Linked DNA regions of Mus musculus: region 2 is linked to region 1. Evidence: chromatin contacts called from public HiChIP or PLAC-seq data. All regions are on one chromosome and are shown on one strand. Each heading gives the region's core, a stretch centred on a gene start, on an enhancer-like site or on the middle of the called end of the contact. The rest is flanking DNA. Distances are from core to core; before and after follow the strand shown.

Region 1 (2,833 bases), core at 156-2,655:
CCAGAATGGACTACTGTGTTTTGAAGTCTTACATACTCAAGAGATGCTAGTGGTATCTGATTTTCAGTTCATTGTTTATTCGGAAAGAAAGACAAGTTACCAGGAGTCACAGGTTCCAGCACGGTGCCCTGACCCAGATGAGGATACAGTCAGTGAGGAAGGAGCTCTTATAAAATGAGTAGGTTTGGGATCTAATCTGTAAAATGGTTATTTTAGAACCGATTCTATCAGGTACATCTGTGGCCATGTAGAACCCAGGGTGAGGGAAGAAGCACAATAGAAGGCTGTGTTTTAAAACCAAGAATCCATGTCTTCATACTTAGTCATGGAACATCGGTACTTTGCTATATGGATTCTCACAAGGTAAATAAATTAATCAGTCACTCCACATTAATAGGGACCTACAGTCACAATAACTAATTTGTAAGACCTGAGGTAATGCAAACACCATGATAAGGCCTGATGGTGTTTTGCAAATAGGTTCTGATTTGCAAAACTAACCAACACAATAGCAATCTTTCCACATAAAATATTCATATCAGAAATGTTGACTGAAGTGATGGAAAGTCATTCATTTAAAACTAATAAATAAACACGCTTGCCTCCCGTATAATCCTGCCTCGTCACACCCAATTTAACAGTGTTCCTTCTCATTATTCTTGCTCATCAGCAGAAATGGCTGAGGATAAAATTCAGCTCCCAATTTCCTTGACAGATAAGGAGAGATGTATATATATATTTCCACATGAACAGTCAAGATAGGAATAGCATTTCAAACAGAAGGAACAGCATGGACAAACATGAATGTCATGAAGACCAAGGACCAGGAAGTTGGCCAATAGCCACTTGCTCTAGTGAAGCATATGAGAGGCCCGTTACTGTGGCTAACATCACTGCCACTGCAGAGCCAGGCATTCTAACTTTAAATAAGGGCCAGATAAGTATCCTAGAGAGATGGACCACAGGTAAAGTTCCCCAGAAAGACATAAACTGGTTTAGTGAAGGTGTCAACATAGTAAGCACATACAAGTTGCACATAATTTAAATCAATCACAGTGCTATTTGGATAGTGTTTAATAAGCCCTCGTTAGTGAGCAAGCTAGTATCAAAAATATGACAACTTTAAGATTTGCTCTATGACACACATACTCATAATCAATTTTTTTGTCCTGAAGCTAGGTTGTCTCCTATTCCCTCTTTCAGAGACACAAACTTAACTAATATGTGACCAAGAGGCAGAAGCCAGGCAAAGTTTACCCGCTTTCTGCTTGTTTCCAGAGCCTATGGTTTTCCTAATGATTGCAGAGATCATAATAATGCAGTGATTCAGGGACATGACTAATGTGTTTTACCCTGATAGAATGCCACTCTTGTCTACACCCTACGAGCTGCAAGTAGTCACTAACCCCTGATTTGTCATCTTTATGGAGCTAAATATAAATGTAGCCACTAACTGAAAGACATGAGTCATAGTGGAGTCAGTTACAAACTTTGTCCAGCACCAAGGCTATCGTGATGAACAGGGACTCTTACTTCTGTTGGTGGCCATAAGTCGTGATGTCTAAAATGCAGAAATAGGAAGAACATTTTTATTCTAACACACATACCTATAATAATGTCAGAAGGAAAAGCAGGAAATTATGGTAGGGTAAATTGGTTTTGAAAAATATAAGTATTATTTTCCTTCCAAGGTCTTATCATGAGAACATCCCACTTTTCAAATCTCTGAAGTCCCTTCACCCTCTTTAATTGTGCCTCCTTGTTTTCCTCTCCTGCTTCACCCGGAGTCACGGTTACAGAAGAGCCAACACTATCTCCTTTCTGAACAATATGATCATTTCTGATTTCCAAGAGTAAAGCGACCTCAAATTCAAACTGCCTGTGATGAAGGAGAGGCGTGGAGGCACCGTCCGTGAGAGGCAGGTATGAGGGACAGCATTAAAGGACCAGGACCGCGCCTGGCAGACGGAGGCAGCTTCCCTTCTACCATCAAGGGCTCTTACACTCTGAGGGTGGCACGCTGGTCAGGAAAGGACAGACTGTTCACATGGAACAAAAATGGAGGGATCTGTAATCATTTGAAAATAATCTCCTATCTTATACTTAAAGAAATGAGAGTAAAAAACAGTAATAAGACAACATTTGACTTTCCCGTCAAGGAAACAAGCTGAGCTGTGGGGAATGCTCAGTCTTGCACTGGATGGAGGGCGCAGCTCAGCATTTCTCATCATTCAGAGTGAAAAGCCTAGAGCCTAGTAATTTACCTCTAGGAGGATAACGGCAGGTGCATTTGCTCCCTCGGCCCAGGGATGTGGTGTTTGCAGGGACAGATCCCCCGGGTACCTGAGCATCCTTTAATTCATAGAGCAGATCCCCTGGGTACCTGAGCATCCTTTAATTCATAGAGGAACACTAAAATCTCTCAGAGGTTGCCAGCGAGCCAGAGGTGGGAGTGGAAACAGTAAATCATTTCACTCTGATATTTTTGGGCTTTTGTGGTGTGTGTGTGTGTGTGTGTGTGTGTGTGTGTGTGTTTACAAAGAATCCTTATGAAGTAAATAAATTAGCTAAAGCCAAATTGTATTTTAAATTAAAATGCTTTTGGAGTTTGGGGGAGAAAAACCAAGAGAAGCAAGCATGAAATTTTCCATTTCTGTCCCAGAGCGGCAGTATCAAGGGCTGTGGGGCTAAAGAGACAAATACACTTAGGATCCTATGCTGGCTTTGTTGAGCTCTCTCTTGTGCCATGTCACCCTTAAAGAGAAGGAACCAAGCCATCTGTGTCCAGCAGGACACTAGGCTCTAGAGCAATGGTTCTCAAACTTCCTAATGC
Region 2 (2,833 bases), core at 191-2,690, 180 kb before region 1:
ACAGAGATGGCTGGTTGCCCTGAAGGGAAGAAATTTGAGAAGTGACATGTACTCAGAGCCTAACAACCACCAGTGTCCTGTGCTTTGGGTTCCTGTGGCAGTCCACAGCTCACGTGGCAACTGTTAGCCAGTGATAGGACGCCAGGTGTCTCACAAAGCAGCTCAATGGTCAGCTTACTTTATCTATCCAAACATACAACAAGGTTGCATACGGAACATTTTCTAAGTCACTTCCTTTCCTTCCTTTGAGACAGGGTCTCACTGTGCAGTCCCGGAGAGCCTGAAACTTACTATGTAGATCAGCCTGGCCTAATCTCACAGGGAACCATTTGCCTTTGCCTCAGGGATGCTGAGATTAGGGTGTGGGGCACAACAGCCCACAAATGACATGGTTTTATGATGCTTAATCATTCTCTTGTGGCATTAAAAAAATCTTTTTATTAGTATATGCTAATTATTCATAATAATGGGCTCCATGTGACTTTTCATAATGTACTTATGTATTTTGACCACATCCCCCACCTCCAACCTCTCCTCTGCTAATTCTCCTCTTCCCAACCAAGCCCCCATTTCTGTTTTTCATTTTTTTTTTTCCTGGTGATTTAATTCGTTTAATTAGGGTCGCTTCCAGGAGCACAGATGAGGGGCTATTTACAGAAACGTGGACTCCTGACCAATGGCTACAGCACTGAAGAAAACGTCTTCAGCCCTCAGCAAATCTGAACCTCGTCAGGAAAGTGTGGGGGCCTAAGGAGCTCCCCCCCCCACTGCCCCCAAGCTTCATGGTTTTTGTGGGTTTGTTAGCTTGCAAATGTCTTTCTGTGAAAGTGTGAATCTGACTGGAGTTCCCGGGATGTATCCTGTTTCCAGACAGCACATTTTGCTGTTACTACGAAATATATAATGAACCACCCAGTGCCAGCTTTATAGTTACCAATTTAGTCAGCTCAAATGACTATATTAGTCTTTAACAATGAAACTTAATTCGTATCAGGTGAACAAGGGACTTCATCTGGGATCTGTTAGGACTCCCTGTTTATGAGTTTATTTCAACAGGGAAAGGAAAAGACATGTTAACCACAGCTCTGATTCAGAATTCAGCCGCTCTGTGGCCATTTGGATCTGGTCCATGGATCAATTATGACGCATCTCCCTCCCACGTCTTGCTGCCCCAGTTTGAAATAAGTACAATGTGTGTTTTTTTTTTTTTTTTTTTTTTTGTCAGCCCACCTATTAAATCTGCCTGGGCGGTGCCCAGACATTTTGGTCTGTCTTTTGCACACTGGACGTGCACGTTTCCCCTCAACCACTGTGTCTTCTTGTGAGGACTTACACGTAGAACCTTTGACTGTGAATAGTTAAGTCGTTGACTGGCGCCTCCCGGCCCTGGGAGGATACTATGCATTCTCACAGCCCATCTGGATGGTCTGAATTTGGGAGGTTGGGTTTGACTGTGAGTCATGAAAGTGGACTGCTACTCCCAAGGTGTCACTCAGTCTGCTGGTGCCAGTGGTGGCGACGGTGCTGGAGTGTTTTCCAGAAAGGTCTTTGCTTTTTTTGTCCAATGTGAAGAGCTGATGTGTTTGCCCTGGAGCATCCCCTTGCATCCTTGCATCCCCTGAAGCATCTCTGTAACCTCACGTGACGTTTCCACTATGATTCCTTTATTCATAGACTGACTGAACAGACATTTTAGAAAGAACACTTGTTTTATTTTGTTTTGTTTGAGACAGGGTTTCTCTGTGTAGCCATGGCTGTCCTGGAACTCACTCTATAGACTCGGCTGGCCCACAGCTCAGAGATCTCTGCTTCCTAAGTGTTGGGATTAAAAGGATGCACCACTACTCATGCATGCTTCATGTTCATTTCTAAAAAGCATTTATTTATTTATTATTTGTGCATGATGGGGGAGGGCATGCTTTGGTGCCAGAGTGTGTGTTTAAGAAAGAGGACAGTGGAAGTTGGTTCTTTCCTCCCATTATGTGGATTCTGGGAATTATTCTGGTCATTGGGCTTGTCCTCAGGGGCCCTTACCTGCTGAGCTACCTTGTCAGCCCCAAGATGAACATTTTATAAGCTATAGGACATGTTTTGGAAAGATGATATGTGTCAACTTACACACATACCAAAAATTAAAAGTCAAAGATGAGGTTTACACTCAGCCTCATCCACTGCCCTTCATGTTTAATATACAAAGGCATCACTGGGCTTCTCGGAGGAGTACGAACACAAGCCAGACACAGGTCCCACCTCACTTCTCACTATTAATATGACTTAAAATACAGTGTTTTTATATACATGTGGTAGAGAAACAGGCATAATAACCACAAATGCAGCAAACTGTTAACTGACAGCAGGGGTCTTTGTATTATTCTTTTGAATTTTCAGGATGATAGGTACTATCGTAAATGAAAGGAGTTTGAGTGTTTGCTTTGAAAACAAGTAACTCATCTATCTAAGGGCCTAAGGTGATGTCAGGGTCCCTCCGATTGTGGGGATGCCACCTGCATACTTTCGCCTCTGTACTGTTTCTGAAATCACGCTGTGACTTTAGGTGGCTCTTGGCAAATGTGTAAATACAGAGTGCTTACTTTTTCTTTTTCAGGCTACGTCTCTTCGAGCTAGGGCATATGTAGTACACATGAGGGCACAAGCAGGAGATCGGTCGACCACTGAGTTCAGACCTCACCTCAGCAGCCGGAAGCTTTGGCCCAGCCTGACCTCTTCACCGAACTCTCACTGAACTGACTTCTCTGGCTCTCAACCATAGGCAAGTTCAAACCTGGGCTTTCTTCTTCTTCCCTTCCTCCTACTGAACTCTTCCCTCTCCTCC

The links. HiChIP or PLAC-seq counts read pairs in DNA pulled down with a chosen protein or histone mark.
Region 2: a contact with region 1 is called in an H3K27ac HiChIP or PLAC-seq map of a colorectal cancer cell line, with 9 times the contacts expected there. The contact joins two enhancer-like sites. A contact is called at or near these places in 5 of 484 Hi-C or Micro-C datasets (the MC38 cell line, cerebral cortex, cortical neurons and 2 more) and 3 of 115 datasets of contacts at active chromatin or transcription factors (a colorectal cancer cell line, embryonic basal ganglia and pancreatic cancer cells).

What each region holds. Positions count from the first base shown.
Region 1 is chr3:34,332,328-34,335,160 of GRCm38.p6, reverse strand. It overlaps Gm38505 (predicted gene, 38505), which reads left to right. Exons shown (of 5, transcript NR_166363.1): 2 at 1,800-1,923. Among named protein-coding and RNA genes, the nearest start is that of Gm38505, 18 kb to the left of the region's middle. Within about 2 kb of position 1,405, at least 34 of the 459 cell types and tissues checked have an H3K27ac peak or open chromatin away from gene starts, as enhancers often do. A contact at or near this core is called in a colorectal cancer cell line and pancreatic cancer cells, where this site is marked.
Region 2 is chr3:34,511,263-34,514,095 of GRCm38.p6, reverse strand. No RefSeq gene overlaps it. Among named protein-coding and RNA genes, the nearest start is that of Sox2ot, 48 kb to the left of the region's middle. Within about 2 kb of position 1,440, at least 23 of the 459 cell types and tissues checked have an H3K27ac peak or open chromatin away from gene starts, as enhancers often do. A contact at or near this core is called in a colorectal cancer cell line and pancreatic cancer cells, where this site is marked.